Regions from separate parts of the Mus musculus genome. Here regions 1, 2, 3, 4, 6 and 7 are each linked to region 5. Evidence: chromatin contacts called from public Hi-C, HiChIP or PLAC-seq, Micro-C and promoter capture Hi-C data. All regions are on one chromosome and are shown on one strand. Each heading gives the region's core, a stretch centred on a gene start, on an enhancer-like site or on the middle of the called end of the contact. The rest is flanking DNA. Distances are from core to core; before and after follow the strand shown. Region 1 holds the start of Sox14 (SRY (sex determining region Y)-box 14). Region 2 overlaps Pik3cb (phosphatidylinositol-4,5-bisphosphate 3-kinase catalytic subunit beta). Region 3 overlaps Gm1123 (predicted gene 1123). Region 4 holds the start of Foxl2os (forkhead box L2, opposite strand). Region 5 holds the start of Mras (muscle and microspikes RAS). Region 6 overlaps Pik3cb (phosphatidylinositol-4,5-bisphosphate 3-kinase catalytic subunit beta). Region 7 holds the start of Cldn18 (claudin 18).

Evidence for each region. Promoter capture Hi-C pulls out the DNA fragments that hold promoters and counts their contacts. Hi-C and Micro-C count contacts between places; a contact is called where the count stands out from the background. HiChIP or PLAC-seq counts read pairs in DNA pulled down with a chosen protein or histone mark.
Region 1: a Micro-C map of embryonic stem cells shows a contact between it and region 5, with 5 times the contacts expected there. The contact joins the promoter of Sox14 here to the promoter of Mras in region 5. A contact is called at or near these places in 1 of 39 promoter capture datasets (embryonic stem cells) and 2 of 484 Hi-C or Micro-C datasets (both in embryonic stem cells).
Region 2: a contact with region 5 is called in a promoter capture Hi-C map of hippocampal neurons, with 5 times the contacts expected there. The contact joins the enhancer-like site here to the promoter of Mras in region 5. A contact is called at or near these places in 16 of 39 promoter capture datasets (the C10 cell line, the HPC-7 cell line, HPC-7-derived erythroid cells and 10 more), 1 of 15 datasets of contacts at CTCF or cohesin (the NIH/3T3 cell line), 11 of 484 Hi-C or Micro-C datasets (the Ba/F3 cell line, the G1E-ER4 cell line, bone marrow-derived macrophages and 7 more), 9 of 115 datasets of contacts at active chromatin or transcription factors (bone marrow-derived macrophages, craniofacial prominence, embryonic forebrain and 5 more) and 4 of 9 other capture datasets (adipose tissue, embryonic stem cells, liver and 1 more).
Region 3: a Hi-C map of bone marrow-derived macrophages shows a contact between it and region 5, with 21 read pairs. The contact joins the enhancer-like site here to the promoter of Mras in region 5. A contact is called at or near these places in 10 of 39 promoter capture datasets (3T3-L1-derived adipocytes, the C10 cell line, the HPC-7 cell line and 6 more), 1 of 484 Hi-C or Micro-C datasets (bone marrow-derived macrophages), 5 of 115 datasets of contacts at active chromatin or transcription factors (bone marrow-derived macrophages, cardiomyocytes, embryonic forebrain and 1 more) and 3 of 9 other capture datasets (adipose tissue, embryonic stem cells and liver).
Region 4: a contact with region 5 is called in a promoter capture Hi-C map of embryonic stem cells. The contact joins the promoter of Foxl2os here to the promoter of Mras in region 5. A contact is called at or near these places in 12 of 39 promoter capture datasets (the HPC-7 cell line, cranial neural crest, embryonic stem cells and 3 more), 11 of 484 Hi-C or Micro-C datasets (the BV-2 cell line, bone marrow-derived macrophages, cortical neurons and 2 more), 8 of 115 datasets of contacts at active chromatin or transcription factors (a colorectal cancer cell line, embryonic basal ganglia, embryonic stem cells and 2 more) and 2 of 9 other capture datasets (adipose tissue and embryonic stem cells).
Region 6: an H3K27ac HiChIP or PLAC-seq map of microglia shows a contact between it and region 5, with 6 times the contacts expected there. The contact joins the enhancer-like site here to the promoter of Mras in region 5. A contact is called at or near these places in 7 of 39 promoter capture datasets (the C10 cell line, the HPC-7 cell line, cranial neural crest and 4 more), 6 of 484 Hi-C or Micro-C datasets (the C2C12 cell line, the P5424 cell line, brain and 2 more), 4 of 115 datasets of contacts at active chromatin or transcription factors (the HPC-7 cell line, the NIH/3T3 cell line, embryonic stem cells and 1 more) and 2 of 9 other capture datasets (adipose tissue and embryonic stem cells).
Region 7: a Hi-C map of cortical neurons shows a contact between it and region 5, with 2.2 times the contacts expected there. The contact joins the promoter of Cldn18 here to the promoter of Mras in region 5. A contact is called at or near these places in 1 of 484 Hi-C or Micro-C datasets (cortical neurons) and 1 of 115 datasets of contacts at active chromatin or transcription factors (pancreatic cancer cells).

What each region holds. Positions count from the first base shown.
Region 1 is chr9:99,874,822-99,877,521 of GRCm38.p6, reverse strand. It overlaps Sox14 (SRY (sex determining region Y)-box 14), which reads left to right and starts at 1,352. Exons shown (of 1, transcript NM_011440.1): 1 at 1,352-2,700. The coding sequence starts at 1,838. The coding sequence ends at 2,560.
Region 2 is chr9:99,043,592-99,046,464 of GRCm38.p6, reverse strand. It overlaps Pik3cb (phosphatidylinositol-4,5-bisphosphate 3-kinase catalytic subunit beta), which reads left to right. Exons shown (of 24, transcript NM_029094.3): 21 at 1,597-1,720. Among named protein-coding and RNA genes, the nearest start is that of Gm1123, 9.3 kb to the right of the region's middle. Within about 2 kb of position 1,479, at least 11 of the 459 cell types and tissues checked have an H3K27ac peak or open chromatin away from gene starts, as enhancers often do. A contact at or near this core is called in hippocampal neurons, where this site is marked.
Region 3 is chr9:99,007,977-99,010,909 of GRCm38.p6, reverse strand. It overlaps Gm1123 (predicted gene 1123), which reads left to right. Exons shown (of 8, transcript NM_001080776.1): 7 at 1,479-1,683. Among named protein-coding and RNA genes, the nearest start is that of Faim, 23 kb to the right of the region's middle. Within about 2 kb of position 1,634, at least 55 of the 459 cell types and tissues checked have an H3K27ac peak or open chromatin away from gene starts, as enhancers often do. A contact at or near this core is called in adipose tissue, bone marrow-derived macrophages and hematopoietic stem and progenitor cells, where this site is marked.
Region 4 is chr9:98,954,017-98,956,716 of GRCm38.p6, reverse strand. It overlaps Foxl2os (forkhead box L2, opposite strand), which reads left to right and starts at 1,407. Exons shown (of 8, transcript NR_003248.3): 1 at 1,407-2,312; 2 at 2,483-2,513; 3 at 2,599-2,689. It overlaps Foxl2 (forkhead box L2), which reads right to left and starts at 1,110. Exons shown (of 1, transcript NM_012020.2): 1 at 1-1,110. The coding sequence starts at 1,056.
Region 5 is chr9:99,435,318-99,438,017 of GRCm38.p6, reverse strand. It overlaps Mras (muscle and microspikes RAS), which reads left to right and starts at 1,306. Exons shown (of 6, transcript NM_008624.3): 1 at 1,306-1,708.
Region 6 is chr9:99,089,332-99,092,119 of GRCm38.p6, reverse strand. Pik3cb (phosphatidylinositol-4,5-bisphosphate 3-kinase catalytic subunit beta) reads left to right here. Exons shown (of 24, transcript NM_029094.3): 7 at 1,800-1,970. Among named protein-coding and RNA genes, the nearest start is that of Pik3cb, 49 kb to the left of the region's middle. Within about 2 kb of position 1,434, at least 53 of the 459 cell types and tissues checked have an H3K27ac peak or open chromatin away from gene starts, as enhancers often do. A contact at or near this core is called in the HPC-7 cell line, hematopoietic stem and progenitor cells and microglia, where this site is marked.
Region 7 is chr9:99,708,442-99,711,317 of GRCm38.p6, reverse strand. Cldn18 (claudin 18) reads left to right here and starts at 1,255. Exons shown (of 5, transcript NM_019815.3): 1 at 1,255-1,589. The coding sequence starts at 1,370.

The DNA.
Region 1 (2,700 bases), core at 103-2,602, 440 kb before region 5:
TTCAAACACAACACACTACATTAAAAAAAAAGGCCCTCCCTTCTTGCCGCCCACCTACCCCCACTCGCAGCTTCTGGTAGCCGACTGCGCCGTGGGCATTTCGGCCTGTCCTCCTCCCGGGAGAGACTGGCTAGCGCAAAAGCCAATAAGTCTGGAACACACTCCAGTCCTTCAGGACCCGGGACAATGGTTTCCATTTAATAAATATTTCCCCCAAGGGCATTTCGCATCGGCCAGGCAATTATTCAAAGAAAACAGGCTCGCAGGTTGGCTCGGCGGGTTATTTCGTCCTCTTTACCCGAAGAATGCTCATCTGACTCGAGAAACGAGCCCCCATCCTCACTGGGTGGGAAAAGGCACCCTGAGAAAAATTGACCCTAGCTAAGAGGGTACAGCCTGAGGCTCCACGCTGCAGGCGCAGAAGAGAGACCAGGAAGGTCCCCAAGCCCCGCCTTCCCTCTGCCCTTGCAGTTTGGACGTTGAGGGAAGCTTCGAGTTTTAAATCGCCTAATAATAATAACATAGGTGAATAAGAATCAGGATGGACCTCTGCCTACCACACTCAACCCTCAAAGTGAAGAGTCCTAGTGGCAAGGGCCCCCAAAGTGAAGAGTGTTAAGGGCTTGCCAATCAGGACTCTAAACCTCTGCGAAGCCCGCATGAAGCATCCTGGTCTCGGCTCAAAGCTCTTGGCTCCGACCCCCAGGGACCCAGAACTGCTCCGCAGAGCGTCCTGGATTACAGGTGGAGGCGCCGCCTAAAGCCAACCTGGGAGAATGATACCAAAGCACCGTAGATGTTCTGGCGCGAAAAGTTTATTTTGGTTTTGGCCTGAGTTTGATATATTCTTTTCCTCTCCCAAGGATCTTTGACAAGTGTGTGTTGTTGGGGGCGGGGTGGGGGTAGAGGGTGCTGTCTTCCCATTTGGTGACGGGACTGTCCTATTTATCTACGTGAGCTCTGGGCTTGCTGGCTTGGCTGACAGCTTCCTGGGTCTTTATATTATTAGAAGCACCGGTTCTCCTTTGAACAACTGGGGAAGAAAAACAGGGGTCACGAAGAGTTTTAATTTTTTGACAGTGCCAGAGACAATGTGAACCCCCGCCCCGAATCCTGAGCTATCAAGCCGCTCTGTTCGCGGTGGCGGTCTCTCTGTCCCTCATACCTCTCCCCGCCCCCATCAGGGACGCTCCGGGTTTCCACTACTCGCGAGTTGGCAGGTGCGCCCCCTCGCCTTCCCTGCTGCTGATTGGAGCCCAGGTTGGGGAGTCGCCGCCCCGCGCTTATGTCAGAGTGCGTGCGGTCCCGGCCCACCTCGCCTTTGAACTTCGCCGCTTTTGGCTGCAGTTCACCAGCCTCCCCGCATTCTCGGCCAGGTGCAGTGCTAGGCAAAGCAGCGCCCGGAAACCACGGGAGGGGGGGAGCCACGGCCAGAGAAGCCAGGGGAGAGACGGGAAGGAGAGAAGGCGAAGGTGAAGAGGGAGCGAAGGAGGAATCTCCTGCCCTTGCCAGAAAATTACCTAGCCACTTAATCCCAAGACTCTGGTACTTGGGCCCCAATCTCTGGTGCCCACAGACTCCAGGCCGAGCGCCCTCTCATCCCCGCTGCCCTTCCTACCCTTCGGCCCCCTGGGGGCTGCCTGGGGGCTGGGACTGGCATGATCAGTTGAAAACTTTGCAGGGTCAGCTCTTCTCTCTGATTTCCCCTCTGCGGCTCCGAGACGAGGGGAGTTCAGAGTCCCGGGCTCAGGACGGACAGAAAGACAGACGGCCAACCGCGCCCAGGCTCGCCCGCAGAGCCCCTGCATTCCCCGCCCCCGCCCGCCTCGCCGGGACCATGTCCAAACCTTCAGACCACATCAAGCGGCCCATGAATGCCTTCATGGTATGGTCCCGGGGCCAGCGGCGCAAGATGGCCCAGGAAAATCCCAAGATGCACAACTCGGAGATCAGCAAACGCCTGGGCGCCGAATGGAAGCTCCTGTCCGAGGCAGAGAAGCGGCCTTACATCGATGAAGCCAAAAGGCTGCGCGCCCAACACATGAAGGAGCACCCTGACTACAAGTACCGGCCGCGGCGCAAGCCGAAGAACCTGCTCAAGAAGGACAGGTATGTCTTCCCCCTGCCCTACCTGGGCGACACGGACCCGCTCAAGGCGGCCGGCCTGCCCGTGGGGGCTTCCGACGGCCTCCTGAGCGCGCCCGAGAAAGCCCGGGCCTTCTTGCCGCCTGCCTCGGCACCTTACTCCCTGCTGGACCCTGCGCAATTTAGTTCCAGTGCCATCCAGAAGATGGGTGAAGTGCCCCACACGTTGGCCACCAGCGCGCTGCCCTACGCGTCCACCCTGGGCTATCAGAACGGCGCCTTCGGCAGTCTCAGCTGCCCCAGCCAGCACACGCACACGCACCCGTCCCCCACCAACCCGGGCTACGTGGTGCCCTGTAACTGTACCGCCTGGTCTGCCTCCACCCTGCAGCCCCCTGTCGCCTACATCCTCTTCCCAGGCATGACCAAGACTGGCATAGACCCTTATTCGTCAGCCCACGCTACGGCCATGTAACCCCAAGCTTGGCCCGGACCTGATGGGTAGCGTGGAAGCAGAGATCTGAATCCTTTCCTTTGCACCTAGTCTGGCCCGCAGATGCCTCTGGGTCAGGCCTGCCGCTGCCCCTTGCCCACCCCAGACTCTGCCTCTCTCTT
Region 2 (2,873 bases), core at 230-2,729, 390 kb after region 5:
CTGCATTGCTTCATTCAGCACAGAAGCCTTTATTATTCATGGGCCTTTATTAAAGTCTTAAAACTTGATGGCAAAGTATAGAAGCTCTTCAGTATGCTGGGACATGTTTTTAAGACAGCGGGCTGAAGTCCTCTTGCTTATCCACATCAGCTTGTGTGATTATGAACTTGGGTTCTCATAGGTTCGTTCTTTTAGAAGATTTATTTGCTTCGTTTCGTTTTTGGAGATGGGGCAGCTCTGTAGTCCTGCTGTCCTTGAGCGCATGCTTAGACTACAGAGAGAGATTTTCTGCCTCTGCCCCTGAGCTGAGATCAAAGGTGTGTGCTGTCATGCCTAGCCTTACTGTTATTTTAATTAAGTGTGCACGTGTGTCTGTGTGTGCACATGAGTGCAGGCGCCCATGGAGTCCAGAGAGGGCTTAGATGCTCTGAAGCTGGAGTTACGGTGGACTGTGAACCACAGTGTGGCTGTGGGGAGCCAAACTCAGGTCCTTCAGGAGAACAGCAAATACTCTGAGCCACGAAGCCATCTTTCCAGCCCTGTTAGGTTAATTTTATGATCGAAGTTTATAGTCTGTGATCTCTCCAAACTAAAAGAAAAATATTTAAAACTGTGTTACTGAGTTGGCGATATATATCAGTTAGTGGCGTATTTGTAAAGCCCTGGGTTTGATGCCTGGGACCACAGACAGCTGGACAGGGACACGTGCCTGTAATCTCAGGATTCTGGAGGTGGAGCCAGAAAACAGCCATGAGACCCCACTTCAGTAACACTGTAAGAGTAATGCGTGTTATCTATGGTCCATGAGACCCTGCTTCAGTAACACTGTAAGAGTAATGCGTGTTATCTGTGGTCCATGAGACCCTGCTTCAGTAACACTGTAAGAATAGTGCGTGTTATCTATGGTTAAGGTGATGGACTGCACCGCTCTTCTAGGAAGTAAGGATCTCACTGTGAAGGAAGTGCTTTCCAGGCACTGCTGGCCAAAGACTTAAGATCAGCTCAAATGGCATCATTTAACATCACGTTGTTCAGGGCTTCCATGAGAGCGGAGCAGTTTCAGTCTTACAGCCTTCTACAAAGAGTCTGTGTTCTCACTTCTGACCGAGGCTCCGAAGCCTGGATTCTAATCTGAGGCCACCCTGACTTGGAATGGTTCTTCCTGTAACCCAGCAGTTAGGAGGCTGACGGAGGAGAGAATTGCAATGGGTTTAAGACCTGACAAGCTCCATGGTGATTTTTGTGCTAGCCTGGGCTATAGAGTAAGACTTTGCCTTCCAAAAGCTAAAAACCAAAACAAAAGTTGGTAAAAATGTTCCCAGGCCCAAGGATGATACAACCCATGGTGGTCTCTTACAATACCTTTTGTGTAAACCTAAGACCTCCTGAACCAGGACTCCTGAGACATAGAGACACGTGGCTAAGGCTCTGCTAGGCAATGCCTTGGCTGCCAGCCTGACTCGTCTGCTTTCCCAAGCCCATATGCTCACTCTGCTTGGCAGCTTAGTGCAGCGCTCTCCCTGAGCATCGATGGGGCTTAGTTCTCATCCCCCAAACTGGAGTTCTAACTCCTGCCGCTTCTCTGTCTGCCTCCAGGGATGACCTGGACCGAGCGATTGAGGAGTTTACCTTGTCCTGTGCTGGCTACTGTGTAGCCTCTTATGTCCTCGGCATTGGTGACAGGCACAGTGACAACATCATGGTGAAGAAAACCGGCCAGGTAAGCCGCACTGCAGAGGCTGTGGGTCTCGTGATGGCAGCATGTGCTTTGTGTTTTCTTTCACCTTCCTGCCAACCCTGTAGAATCTCTTATAAGCATCACCTGCCAGTAAGAAAGCCGATGGCCTTGCTGCACACAATCCCACTCTAGAAGACCCTTACTGTATGTGTTGTTAGGATCTAGTGCTAAGTGTTTATTTAAATGTTTAACAGTGGCCTATCTTTTGATTGCACAAATTTGTATTTGGACCTGATTTGATGATAGGTACCTGTAATCACAGCACTCAGAAGTCCGAGGCAGAAGAGTTGCTTGTTCTAGACCCTGTCTCAAACTAATAAGTGAAAAATTCAGAAAATAACCAGTTGGGGGCTTGAGCAGCTAAGACGACTCACTAGTCCTCCAGAGGACCCAGGTTCCTTTCCCAGTGCCCACATGGTGGCTCACAACTGTCTATAACTCCAGTTATAGTAGGAGATTTGACACAACCTTCTGGTCCTACAGGCACCAGGCATACATGTGGTACACATACATACATGTGGGCAAAAACACTCAATGCAAATACAATAAAAACGAATAAGGTCTTTTTAAAAATAACCAATGATGAGAAAAATAATAAAATCAGGGTGGAACCTGCGTAATCTGCTTTCTTTTTTATTTTAATTTGTGTATGCTATCCTGCCTGTATGTATGTTTGAATGTGTGCATGTGCAGGTCTTGTGCCTGTAGAAGCCAGAAGGAGGGAGGTGTCAGCTCCCCTGAGATGGACAGCTGCTCAGCCACTGATCACTGATCCACCTCTCCAACCCCGAGTCTGGTTTTGTTTTGTTTTGTTTTAGCCATCAAACTTGATCATCGCAGGAGTTGGGAGAAGCATAGGTGGTGCCTATCTGAGGGAGCTAGGGAGCCAGGCGATGTGATTTAATTTCAAATAAAAACTTTAAATTATTCATGCAGTGAAGCACAAGTGACCAAGTGCATGTTCCGTTCCTCCACTCTTGGTCCTCCACTCTGCAAAATGCTTGTGAAAGTGATTGGTTCTAGTGAAGGGATTTCCACACACATAGCAGCCTGCATGCCAGAGTTAGGAATCAGAAAGATCAAGGTTTTTTCTTATGTTTTTAAATTTTATTTTTTTATTTTGCACGGTGTGTGT
Region 3 (2,933 bases), core at 385-2,884, 430 kb after region 5:
GCCTGAAGCCCCACGGCCCAGGCCTGTGGACATGGATAGAATGACCTGTGACTTCAGAGGAAGGGTCATCAGATGTCTGGAAGGTTTCAGAGGACAAGAGGATGCTGTGGACATTTAGAAAATGTGGTCTTGAACATGTGTAACAGGAGACAAGGAACAAGAGGGGTGTGCTGAGCAGGCTGGGCCGCAAGGGTGTGTGTGTGGAGTGTGTGTTCTAGGTCCTGTATATTTGTCATGTCAAGCTTCAGCCTCCCTAGTGACTGTCCTTGTTCTTACTTGATTTATTACTAAACCCTCTGAGGCAGCTGCGACACAGGAACATCCATGAATGAACACGTGTGTGAACCTGTCCAGTCCCACCGACCCCGTCTCTAGTACAGGACTATGGTATTTAATTATGTTAGAAGTTATTTAATCACACTGAAACCTGGCTGTCCATTCATAATGGGAGTATGGAGGCCAAAGGTTTGGCTCAGCACTTAAGAGCACGGGGCTGCTTTCCCAGAGGACCCAGCGGTATGGCTTCTCTCAACTGTCTGTCACTCCGACTCCTGGTGGCCCGGCACTCTTCCCGGCCGGCCCCCGAGTGCTGGGGTTATAGGTGAACGCCACCACACCTGAGCCAGCCTAAATATGATTTAAAACAATAATAAAAACAACAAAGCTTTAAAATAGTAATAATAATAGAGGTACAGGGACTGCATCCCAGGTCCACATGGACCCAGTTCTAGCTCATCATTCTGTGTTTTTATTAGTGTGGGTTTTTGTATAACAACTCCCTCCCTCCCTCCCTCCCTCTCTCCCTCCCTCCCTCCCTCCCTCCCTCTGTATATAATGAAGTATGTGTGGGGCAGATGTGTGTGTATGCGCAGCGTATGTGTGTGGGCATGCCTTTATCTGTGGAAACTGAAGGATGAGGTTAGGTGTCACCCGCCCTCTTTCTCCATCATGTGTTTTGAAATATGGTCTCTCACTGAAACTGGGGCTCACTGATGGCTAGACTGAGTGGCCAGCAAGTGCCTGGGGTTGCCCGCCCTCCAACCCCTTATTCTAGTGGTGGGCTTCATGTCTGTGAAATCATGTCTGCCTCTTCCATTGGCTCTCAGGGCCCTAACTCGGGTCTCTGTCATCTGAGCCAGCTCACCAGCTCTCTTTACTTTCTCTTTCATTTCTATTTCTTAAAAAAAAAAAAAAAAGTTTTATGGTAACATGGTATATGCATAGCATTACTGAAAGTTTTTTTTTAGATTTATTTTTTATTACATTTGAGTCTCTTGAACTGCATGCGTGTCTAGTGTCTGTGGAGGTCAGAGGGGATATTAAATCCCATGGAATCTGAAAGTTACGCTGTGAACTGCTTTGTGGGTGTTGCAACCTGATCTTGGGTCCCCTGATGAGAGCTACATGCTTCTAACCACAGAGCCACTTCTTCAGCCCACGTTTGTTTATGTTCTCTTTCTGCTTCTTTTAAATTTTAGTTTATTGTATATTTAGCAGACAAGATTTACGACAACTTCTATCAAGATATGAAAGGACGTGTGCAATTTACAAGTAATGACATCAGGTCTGGTGAGGCATCTATAAATATAACTGATGCTCGGCTCTCTGACGCTGGCACCTATCAGTGTGGAGTGTCCCATGCCTTTGGTACTGCCAAGGGGACCATTCAGCTGACAGTTGTTGGTAAGTTACTGTAGTGGGTAGAGAGTGCGCCTTCTCAGTAACAGGGTGAAATGTCACAGTGCTGAAGTCACAGAACTTACATAAAACAAACGGTGTTTTACAGTAATAATGGGATCTGTTCATTTTCACTGCGCTAGGAGTAAAACCTGGGCCTCATGCTTGCTAGGAAAGAGCTCTGTCCCTAGTCCTAGCATTATGTCACCTTCTGAAGTATTTCTAAGGTCCTCACATAGCTTAAAACGTAAAGCTATCACATGCATTTAGATCAGAGAAAAACAGGAAGTGACTAACTTCTTTGCAAAGTTCATGATGATTTTCAATATAAATGAAATTGTATTGTGTGAGAAAGAACCCGAGCTGCACCGTGCACTGCGGCTGTCGTCCTTGTCTTCTGACTTGCCCTGAGAATTAAATCGATTTCATCGCCCCAGTCTACTCTGTGGGTACCGAAACAGAGAGTATAAAAAGCTTTCACCGTGGCCACGCCTGTCGGAGTCATCCCTCCGGAGATGTGAGGGAGCGCTCTGAGCTTGCGTTTTCATGGATCGAGACAAATGTGGTCTCTGTGGTGAAGAGCTGGGTGTTTAGAATACTGGGGCTGGAACAGAGGACGAAAACCGACGGGTCGGAGAAGCCAGTGGGTATCAGGCAGTGATGTTACAGCCCTCGTGTCGCTGTTTTCATTTTTAAAATGGAGGATGGGGTGGGCTGGGAAGTGCACAGCTCTCGCTGATGGCCAGGAGGACAATAGGACTGCTTTATGATCGTCAGGCTGCAAAGTTTCCTCTCTGTGGACCAGTGCCCAAGTTCAGAAATCGGAAAGGTGACAGCTCGAAGTACACTGGACCTTCTTCCTGTAGCTAACTTGATGCAGGCGGATGGTGACAAGTGCTCTGTTATGTCAGTTTTAAGATCCCTTTTTTGAGACCTAGGGTCTCATGATTTGGAAGATTGTTGAGGACACGTGTTTAGTAGGAATTTCTGATTGGTACAACCCTAGATGTAGACAATCAGGGCCCCTCCCATATCCGCAGGCCTACTATGGCACCTCCCACATACACAGGCCAATGTTCCCTGTTCCTTTTTGGATGAACCTTATTTTATGGATTCATCCAGGGGAGAGGTGAAGAAGAGTCCCACGTGGAACTCGAGAGTTTTCTGAATGCTGTACCCCTCTAGAGCAGGAGTGTCTGCACAGAGCTAGGTAGGAGAAAGCACACTGTGCTGGTCACAGGCAGTATGGCGGTGGG
Region 4 (2,700 bases), core at 158-2,657, 480 kb after region 5:
GAGCTCGGGTTGCCGGGCGCAGGCGAACTGCAGGCCGGGCGCGCTCGTGGGCGCGGGTGCCGGGGGCGCGGCGGTGGCCGGGCTGGCGGGACTGAGCTGACCCGGGGGAGGCGCGGCAGCCCCGTGGTGTGGCGGGGCTGGCGGGGGCGCAGCGGCCGCGTGCAGATGATGTGCGTGAGGGTGCGGGTGAGGGTGCGGCGGCGGTGGCGGCGGCGGTGGTGCGGCAGGAGGGCCCCCCAGGCCGTTGTAGGAGTTCACGACGCCCGGAGGCAGCGCCATGCTCTGCACGCGCGAGTACGGCCCGTAGGAGGCGGCGGGGCCCGCCAGCCCCTTGACCACCGCGGCTGCACCGGGGCTGCCCGGGCCGGCGGCTGCAGCGGCTGCAGCAGCGGCCGCCGCAGCCGCCGCCATCTGGCAGGAGGCGTAGGGCATGGGCGAGGGAGGCTGCGGCAGGGGCCAGGAGTTGTTGAGGAACCCCGATTGCAGGTACTTGGGTGGCGCCAGGTAGCCATAGCCATCGGCCCCAGCTCCGGGCACGCCGCAGCCACCCGCCGCTCCTCCGCTCCCGAAGAGCCCCTTGCCGGGCTGGAAGTGAGCGGGCGGCGGCCGGAAGGGCCGCTTCATGCGGCGGCGGCGCCGGTAGTTGCCCTTCTCGAACATGTCCTCGCAGGCCGGGTCGAGCGTCCAGTAGTTGCCCTTGCGCTCGCCGCCGCCCTCGCGCGGCACCTTGATGAAGCACTCGTTGAGGCTGAGGTTGTGGCGGATGCTATTCTGCCAGCCCTTCTTGTTCTTCTCGTAGAACGGGAACTTGGCTATGATGTACTGGTAGATGCCGGACAGAGTGAGCCTCTTCTCGGCGCTCTCGCGGATCGCCATGGCGATGAGCGCCACGTACGAGTACGGGGGCTTCTGCGCGGGGTCTGGTTTCTCCGGTGTTGTCCCGCCTCCCTTGCCGGGACTCGGCGGCGACGCCTCGGCCTCTTTGACTGCGCGTCCGCTCTCCGGAGCCAGCAGGGTCCCCGCCGTGTCTTCGGGCTCGGGGTAGCTGGCCATCATGACAAAAGCCGGCTCTCCGCGGCCGGGCAGCCCGGAGGCTGTGCTCTCCTGGTGCAGGCTCGCCTTGCAGGCGGGCGCAGGAGTGTGCGCTCGGCGCAGAGCCTCTAACTTCTGCAGGCTGCGGGGACCGGAGGCCTCGCGCGGCTCTCACTCTCTTCTCTTTTCCCCCCGGGGAGCGGTCTGCGGGAGTGGAAGTCAGCCTCTGGCCATCGGGAGTCTGCCCAACAGCGAGGGGCTCCGGCCCCGCCGCCCCTCCCCGCCCAGGCCAGTCCCCGCCTCGGTGGGTTTTCTTGGCTGAGCTCTCCCCTCCCCCCACCGCCCGGTTTCCCCGAGGCGCGACCCGCGTCTCTGGCGCAGCCGCCTCCTGGAGTCCCTAGTGCGCCAGGAGCCTCGCTCCGTTCTGATTCGTATGGGCTCCGCAGAGTTCCGCTTGCGTCAGGGGCCTTCGCCCCTATAGCGGGGCAGCCAGCAGCGCACGGGCGAGTTCATCTCTAAGTCTCCTTTTTTTTTTAAACGGCCGGCAGAACTTGGACCGGCCTTCCCGAGCCTCCGGAGCCTCCCGGGCCCAGCCAACAGCCTGCCTCACGCTCTTACGAGTCTTGAAAATCTGCGGGTGTTTGCTTCGCCGAAAAGCCCTGGTTGGGGCTCGCTGCGCCCTGCCAGTGCCCCGGGAATGCTGACCCCAGCGAGGAGAGGTGATCCAAGCCTCTGGGCAGCTTTCAGGTGAAAGAAAACAAAACCCTTTGCTCTGTGCTTCGGGCTGTGCTGGGGCTAGACTTCTAGCTTTGAGGCTTAGGGAGGGGCGAGATGGCAAGGGGGCCGGACCGGGGTGGAGTGGCCGAACTTTGCGGCAGCTGGAGGTAAACCAGCTCAGAGCTCGTGTCACGGAAGGCAGAAGCTTCGGCCTGCTCTGTCCCTCGAGCTCTCTGAGCCCAATTGAGGCTGGGGAGAGGATCGCTGGGAAGAGACACCCAGGAGTACCGCTCACTGGCATCGGACGTTTCGCTTCTCTGTGCTGAGGTGGATGTAGGGACCAGCTTTCTCCTTGGAACTCGCCTTGCAATCCCACAATTTGGGTGTGTGTTTTAAAGATCAAGTGGTATCCCTTGTACTCTGGCTTGGACACAGACGAGGATGTTGCTGAGGGGCTTTGGGGACTGTTGCGTGCACAAGTGTCACGCGTGGAAGGCACGGGGCAAAAATCTGTTCTTAAAGACACACGTGATACTGCGCAAGTGTGCTGTTCAGAAACCCAGGTATGCTTATATATGTACAATGTGTGAGACTTGTATTTGCTTATTTTTGCTTAGTGAGGTGTATGAATCAAGCACCAGAGTACATGGTTGTATCCATGAACATGGTTCGTGGATACAACCTCTTTTTTTTTTTTTTTTCCTGTCTTCCTTTGTCCTTCCTACCCTTACAGCCGTTACCTGCATCTTCTCCTTCCAGCATAGGTAAGGAAGGAAAACCACAGGCTGGGGAGGCGCTTTCTCGCGTCCCAGTCACGAATGGACAGTAGTCTTTCCCCTTGTTTTTAAGATAATAGCCGAAGTCTGGTGGGGATCCAGTTACATCTCCGAAAATAGAAAACGGACTTAGAGGAATTCCTTCCGTGCCAGCACAACATCAGGTGTGCCCTGT
Region 5 (2,700 bases), core at 57-2,556:
ACTCAGCCGTTCAAGGCCAATGAGACTCCTCAAAAGAAACAACAACAACAACCACACCCCAACCAAAGATCAAAATAAAGCAAAATGGTGACAGGCACCCGAAAGGTAACACCCACTGTTGTCCTGTCCTCACAACTGTACGCATGCACAGGTGCATGCTTATGTCCCCGCACACACGTGAGTGGTGCCAGTGTAACATGCTATGGCTGCGTTGGAAACAGATATATGCCCCCGAAAGAGTTCCCCAGTCAACCCGGCAATTCCGCTGGAGGTGTATGTATCCAAGAGGAATCACAGTATTTACATAAAGACTTTTAACACTAGCACTTTATTCACACCGAGAGAAAGGGGGAAAGTAGGTAAGCATCGACTGAGGAAAGGCTAAACAAATGCTTCCTATACACACAGTGGGAGATGAGTCTGGCCGAGGTGTGGCTACGCGGAACCACGTGCATCCAGTCTGCACACACCGTGGAAGAAGCCAGTCACAGAGACCACATGTTGTATGACTCCATTTATATAGAATGTTCTGAATAGGCAAATCCACCGAGGCTGAAATGCAGATTAGAGGGTTCCAGAGCCTGGGAGGGGGGAAGAATGGGGAGAGGTTACCCACAGAGGTTTTTTCTTTTAATTTATTGGGGAAAGGAGTAGTGACCCGAATGTTCTGGAATTAGATAAATAACTATGGTCGCACAACTTTGTTATACCAAAACCCCACTGAAACGTACGCCTTTAAAAGCATATACTCAGCGTTATGTGATCATATCTCAAGTCTTGTAAAAGGGAAAGCCGGGGATAGGGAGTAGGGAATGACTCCAACCCAATGGAAGAGCTAAATGGTGTGCGAACGTCGCCGCCGCCTCCTATCCAGGTCGCTGGCTAATTCTCAAGAACTTTGAGGCCTGAATCTGGCACCTAGCTAAAGCAAGCAGCAGGCCCTCGGAATCTTGGGGTCCTCGGGACGTGGTTGAAGCGACGGGACTCTTCTAAGGACTGGGGAGGCGTCCGCAGGTCCCGAAGTTGGCAGCCCGAAGAGTTAAAGATTGAACCTACAGCTCTTTTAAAGCCGCCCGGGGCCAATTCCCCTTAGGTGTCCTAGGCTTATCGGCGGCTCACAGACTGCAGATCCGTGTGGTGAGTGAGTGGAGGCGAGGGGACCCTTGCCCGGTGCCAGCTGTCCCAATGCCCACAGTGGTGCCGTTTGGGGGTCGTCGCAGCCACTCGGAAGGCTCCCGAGGCGCGGGGTGCGCGGTCGCTTTAAGGCGTCAGCGGGGCGGGGACGGCGGCGGCCGGGCTGGCTGGCGCGGAGCCGTCAGTCGGCGGCGCGGGGCCCGGCGGGCGCGGCGCTCCCTCCTCCCGGTGCGAGCGAGGAGGCGGTGGCCCAGGGCGGGAGCCCAGCCCCGGCGGGAGCGCGCGGCGAGCCGCCCGGCAACCCTGAGGGGAGGAGGCCGCCGGGCGCTTTGTTCCGTTCCGGGGCTGGAGGTGTGGCCGGTTCCGCGTTCGCCGGGCTGCGCTGCGCTGCACCCGGCTGCACCCGGGCAGCGGGCTCCGGCTGTGCGTGGCCTCTGCCCCCTACCACCGGCTCTGGCTTAACGGTGTGCAGCGGAGAAGTCGCTCACCACTCCGACCCAAGTGGGAAGGGCCTAGCCGCCGCTTAGACAGACTCCTTTGATTGTAGTCATCCTGGGGTTCCTCGGCTGCCCGGGTAAGGACTCGGCAGGGAGGTGGGCGGCGGGGTCGGGTAGGGGCTCTCCTGGCTTAAAATGGCGTAAATCAGGTTAAAGATCTACGGAGAGGTGGTACATTCATGTGGATAATACAAAACCGCTTTCTTCATAAACAACTCTTCACTGCGTCCTGGGTTCGGGTTGCTGGGCTGGCTCTCTGGTCACCACTGGGGCCTGCGCTCGTTAAACTGATGCGGCCCGGTGCCCATCATGTGTCAGGCTCCATGCCAAATCCTGTTCTGCTTGGAAAGCAGGGCACAAACTGAATGACAGTCTAGTGTGGTCAGTGGGAGAGCTCAAGTGCCCCTACGCCAGGGTTAGGTCAGAGAGACGACTGTTCAGAAGAGCAGAGTGGGCCCTTGACATTACGGTAGAACCCCCTGCAAAGCTGAGGTGCCTTGGGGACGGAGTGCAGTCTGGAGAATAGGACAAAGACCGTGTCACCTGAACTCTGACCTGAGCGCTGGGGCAGCTCCTGATGGTGGGGAACCTTCTTGGGCTACAATGGTGTTTTTGATTCTCTGGACCAAATTATAGAGACTGACTGATGACGCTCAAAACTGTGGCCTCCAGAGGTCTGGCTGGCCGAGGAGTGAGCGGAGAATGCTTAAAGCAAAGCTTACAAAGCCCTGGTACTTGATGGGAATTTGCCTATCTTCAGACAGGACGCCTCCAGAAAGATGGGAGAAGTGGGACGTTAACCTACCCAGGACTGTGCCTATGCCTGTGCTTTTGACCCCGTGTCTGTTCTGGCCTGTTGTGAGTGAGGCTCTAAGATGCTGACGTTTAAGGCTTGTGCAGCCTGCACTGTACATTCCTAGTGTACCAGTCCGCACGTCCTGCAGTGGTGGGTTGAAGTGTGGGGTGGCAGCTATGTATATTAACAACTGACGCATGTAAGGGCTCAGCTGTGAACAAAGCACTTTCACTGAAGCAGTTCGTAGACTTTCTCCTGCCCCTTTTCCCAGAG
Region 6 (2,788 bases), core at 185-2,684, 350 kb after region 5:
CTAGGGTAGGTGGGTTAGTTGGTTGGTTGGATTCTGTTCCATTTTGTGGTAGTGTTAGGTTTTTGAGACCAAGGTTCTACTCTATAGCCCACAGGGATGTAATCCTGCTCCAGCCTCCAGCTATTGAGCTACACACGTGAGTTAGCTCTTGTCAGGAGTGTGGAGGGGCCACATATTGAGTGATGTCTGTAAGAAAAGAAAGTTTTGAAGTCAAGTGTGGCAGTATGTTCATGCTCCTAGCAGTGGAGAGGCAGAGGCAAGAGGTCTGGAGTCAACAACCAGGCCAGGCTATTCGATCCCTGTTTCGAGTGTCCAAAGAGAAAACGGGTTGAGATGCATTTAACAGGTAACAGAATTTTATACTGTCTTGTCTGTTAAAGTTGTGGCATGTCCTCTTGTTCAAGAGGGGGCCTAGGATAGGACAGCTTATGTGCACAGCTCTGGGGTAGTGAGCAGTTGAGCTCTAGCTGAGCAGGAAGAAGAAAGCAAAAGTGTCAGGTGAGCAACCTGGAGATCCTTCTCTTCCTCCCAGTCTGTCGTCTTGCACAAGACATCCTCCATCAGGCTAGCACAGAATAAGCTGGATCAAGCTTTGGATCTATAGAAGGAGTTTATTTTCAGGAATTCATGGGATTTATACATATATATTTGTAATCTTAAAAGTAGGAATGGTCACTGTTTGTTTTTTAGTTTATCTTTTGTGGAGCCTCCTGGTTTTATGAAAATAAAACATTAGACTGAAAGACCAGAAGGTCTTTCCTGGGTAAACTGCTGGTGGCGCTCGCCTAGAATCCTGTGCTGCAAAAGGGCCACCTCAGGCGTCCTCTGGACTTAGACCATCCCTGGCTGATTGGCCAGCATGTAACTTGGGCATCAGATAAATAGATTTATATTTGGGTCTTAGAGATACGAGGTGTGTTAAGTTAGCTCTTCTGGTTTTCATGGCCACAACCTGTGAAATGGAACTTGGTCTCTTGAAGACTGTTATTAAGAATAACCACAATGTAAGTATCTCTCTCCATTCCTAGGTAATTGGGTACTCAGTTAACAGTGGCTGTTTTATGTGGGTTTTTGCTGTTGATGGCTTGTTTGATGATAACAATTGGACAGGGTTTCTTGCACCTGCTAGGCAATGATCTGAATTCAATCCTTGGCCCGTAGTCTTCAGAGACAGGGCCTCTTGCTCATACTGAGCTGAGCTACTGTTTTCTTAACACTGACCTCAAGCTTGTGGCCCCTGGGTTTAGTTTCCCAGCAGTACACCACAAAGATGCATCAGCATTGCTGTGCTGTGCTGTGACCTTATAACGTTTTCACTTGTTCTATGTGTAGTTGTGTGCACCAGAGTGTGCTTGTGGAGGTCAGGGAACAACTTTTGGGAGTAGTTTCTCTCCTGCCACCGTAGGTCAGGGCTGAACATGAGTCATCAGACTTGGTGACTTGATGACTTGGTGACTAGTGCCTTTCCCTGCTGAGCCAGCTCACTGACTCCTGTGTTGTAGTTTTACATTTACTTTTATATTACGTGTATGGGGGTTTTGCCCTTGTGGACGTATGTGCACCATGTATATGTAGTGCCTAAAGAGGCCAGAGGTGGTTGCAGGATTCCCTGGAGCATCCAGGGGCTGCTGCCTCTCCAGCTTTCCTGTGTTGTGACTTTAAATGATTATATTCTTGATACTAAGTTGAGTAACATATACCTATACTGTACATTTAGTGTAGTGCTGTTCATATTAATTTTCTTTGTTGATTTAAATGATGCCTGTAAATCTCTACCCTCGCCTCTCCTGCTACTTCAGTACATCCGGAATTGTGTGATGAATAGAACCCTGCCCCACTTCATCCTTGTGGAATGTTGTAAGATCAAGAAAATGTATGAACAAGAAATGATTGCCATAGAGGCTGCCATCAACCGAAACTCATCCAACCTTCCTCTCCCTTTACCACCAAAGAAAACGCGAGTTATTTCTGTAAGTTTCCTGTGTCGGCCTTTGGTAACCCCAAAACCATGTGATTTTCAGTTGTGCTCTCAGTCTCAGACCTGTTTCCTTTACTCACTTCTCCTTCTGTGACAATCAACATCTTTGCCAAAAGCTCATCACCATTTACTTGAAAAATAGCCTTCTCCTGCATGGTATTTTTAGTGCCCTCTCACCAAATACTATCAGGTTAGATATTATACTTAATCAGCTTGAGACACAGGACACAAGATATCTGAATAGGCAGACTATTTCTATGTTGTTTCTTTTTCTCAGCCTTGCTTGTGGCTCTGGTTCCCAACTTGAGGCTTAGAAATCCCCAGCGGTGTATCTCATTTCTTTTCTTTTTCTTTTTGTAAAAGATTTTTATTTATTTTATGTATATGAGTACACTGTCACTGTCTTCAGACACCAGAAGGGGGCATCAGATCTCATTAGGAGTGGTTGTGAGTCATCATGGGTTGCTGGGAATTGAACTCAGGACCTCTGGAAGAGCATTCAGTGCTCTTAACCACTGAGCCAGCTTTCCAGCCCAGCATATTTCATTTCTATCAGCTTAACCTTTTAGGACAGTTTTGGGGTGACTAAGGCAGTTAAAACCAGTGTTCCATTGTGGGTTCAGGCTGGCATGGAACTTGTTTAGACCCAAGGCAATCATGATCATCCTGTCTCAGTTTCCTGTGTTCTGGAATACAGATGGGTTCCAACACGTCCCCCTGCCCTCTGCCTGCCTCTCCCTCACTTCACTTCTTAGCATTAACAGACACAAAAATCAAGTGCTAGTAGTGCTTCATTTGATATTTATGATT
Region 7 (2,876 bases), core at 6-2,505, 270 kb before region 5:
TTTTTACCTGTTTCAACCTATTTTAGCTGCATTAGAGCCGACATTTTTAGGAGGAATGAGTGATAAACCAGATAGCTGAGAACCACACACACAGAGCTCTGTGGGAATGACAAATATGGCCTCCGGTAGCACCAAGGTTGGCAGTGCCCCCAGAAGCAATGTCGAGAATTAATCTAGAATACATTCCACCAACATTATTTAACCTAATCGATCAATCTCAGTCCCCCAGCAGAAGCCGATAGCATTGACAATTGTCTCGGCCTTGTAGCTCGGCTCAGCAGCACTCGGAGCTTCTCATTTGTCATGGCTGGCTTGTTCCCTCTTTGGGACAGTTCTGGTTCATGCTTCACTCTCTACAAATACCAACCACAGGAAGCAGTGTGCAGTCGAGGAGAGGGTTGCCCGAGAAGACCATCCATGTTAACTATTTTTTTGTGTGTTTATTGGGACTGGGGGCATCCAAGATAACATTCAAATATGAGCTGGCTTCCTGGAGAGAGAACTTGCCATGTCTAGAAAAGTGGTGGGGGAGAGAGGGTGTGGTTGTGTGTGGTTGTGTGTGTGTGTGTGTGTGTGTGTGTGTGTGTGTGTGTGTGTGGTATTTGGTATTTGTATAGTTCCGTTTTATGAGGGACAGCTCCCTGGGCCATATCAATACCTGCAGATCAAGGGTATATCTCTACAACCTGGTTTCCTGTTCTCAACTTTGCTTGTTCTAGCCTCTCAGTTTGTAGATAGAGAAGGAACGCTAGTCTGAAAGTGAAGGGTAGAAATCACTACTGCTGCCTCTTACAGTACTTGTAGTTCAAAACATCTGGACAAATTCCTTTTCCACCTCTTAACGAATGAAATAATAACAGGTGCCCTGCCCTTTGGGGATCAGAACAGAAAGGTGACATAGAAGTGCGAGGAGAATGTATTACAGTCTGAATTACAATAGGGACAAATGGGTGAATCCCAGCAAGTTTTGTTATAGATAGGGTCAGCCTTGGTGGTCTCTCCTCATGCTGTCACGGTAGTGGACAAACTTTGATTTCCCCTAGATAGTGCGTTCTGGGCAGAGGCAGAGCCCGGAGGGCCTGGAGGAGGGGAGAGTAGGTTCGTCCACTCAGCCTGCTCCACGTTCCAACCACCCGGGCTGCAAAGCTCAACCAGACAAGTGCCTCTTGGGGCTGCTTCCCCAACAAATGAAAACCATGCCCTTGAAGCAGGAGCGAAACTGAACTATCTAAGGAAAACAGTATGAGCAAACACTGAGCTGAGGGGAGCTTCTGATTAAGAGCGCTCCCCAGCGAGGCCCGAGGCCGTGAACCTTCCCAGCAAGAGGGTGGTGGTTGCTCCTGGAAGCCTGCGCCCAGCAGCTGAAGCCATGGCCACCACCACGTGCCAGGTGGTAGGGCTTCTCCTGTCCCTCCTGGGTCTGGCCGGCTGCATAGCCGCCACTGGGATGGACATGTGGAGCACTCAAGACCTGTATGACAACCCAGTCACCGCCGTGTTCCAGTATGAAGGGCTCTGGAGGAGTTGCGTGCAACAGAGCTCGGGGTTCACCGAGTGCCGGCCATACTTCACCATCCTGGGCCTTCCAGGTAGGCGAGGTGATTGAGGCAAGGCTGAGGGGCTGCGCATCCTCAGAAACTCCCAGGACTGAGCAATCCGCCTCAGGTGTGACTGTGGCAGCCTTGGCTCCCAATAAAAGGTGTGAATAGAGAATTTGGCATTGGATCAAAGGGAACAGTAGCCATGTAGGAGATAGGAGAATTCATACAGCAGCCAAATAGAGTGGGTCTAATATAAGGACGTGCTGGTAAAGGCTAGTTTGAACCTTGTTGTTTAAGGAGAACATAAAAGGCTTCTTTCCATTAGCAAGAGACTTGCTTCTGCCTGAATAGACTTGAGAGTAGAGAGGGGGGGGGGGGGATGGCATTTTGTTATAGACAGAGAAATTTATTGAGAGTGATTTCAATTGTACTTTCGATTTGATTACTTTTTTTTTTAAAGCAGGATCTCTGTGAGGTGTAAAAAAACGATCATTATCATTAAATTACGATTTCCTTTTTCTGCATTTGCAATTAAAATATCTGCTATACTTGCCCTAAAAGCAAGAGTTGTCAGATTATAATATTATAACAATGTAGGATATAATATATGACACCATTTCACCTTTGAAGATAAAAGTTGAATTTTGCTTCTAATATGAATAATTTTTTCATGCATCATAGGCACTTTGCATTCTCGATAATTCACAAACTCAACTTGTACAAGGGCATAGGTGTGGCTTTGATTCTCTGAAGCAAACCCCTTGTAAAGATGAAACAAATCTACAAGATGCTAAGGGGTCGTGAGGCTCTTGGAGCGGAATTATGAAAAGCAATTTGATTAGTCCATCTTTGTTTTGAGGAGTAGTGTCAGGGTGGACTCTGCCTTGGAAAGCCACTCCATGCAGGGTTACAGTCACAGACTGGATGAGAAACCTAAGCAGGGAGGCAGGGGAGAAAGAAAATAGCCCGAGGGATGGGGAACAGACTACCAGGAGAGATTATACTGTGTTGAAGGGATAGGTCAAGGGGAGACCATACAAAACCTGGATTATTGCATGGCTAGCCACATCCATACTAAAATAGACTGAGATCATATTCACATGTTACCTCCGTGTCTGTCCTGTGCTCAGTACCCTCTTTCTAGCACCCACCAAACACTGCCGATTGCGTGCTTCCTATCGCAATGTCTGCTCTGAACATTCCAAGCCCGACTCACCCACGTGGTTCAACCCCATTGCATGATCTTTGATCCTGTCCTGCTGTGAGATCTTTTCTCCCCATGATGAGAATCTCCTATCCACCCCATAATTCCACAAAACTCACCTTCCACCCATG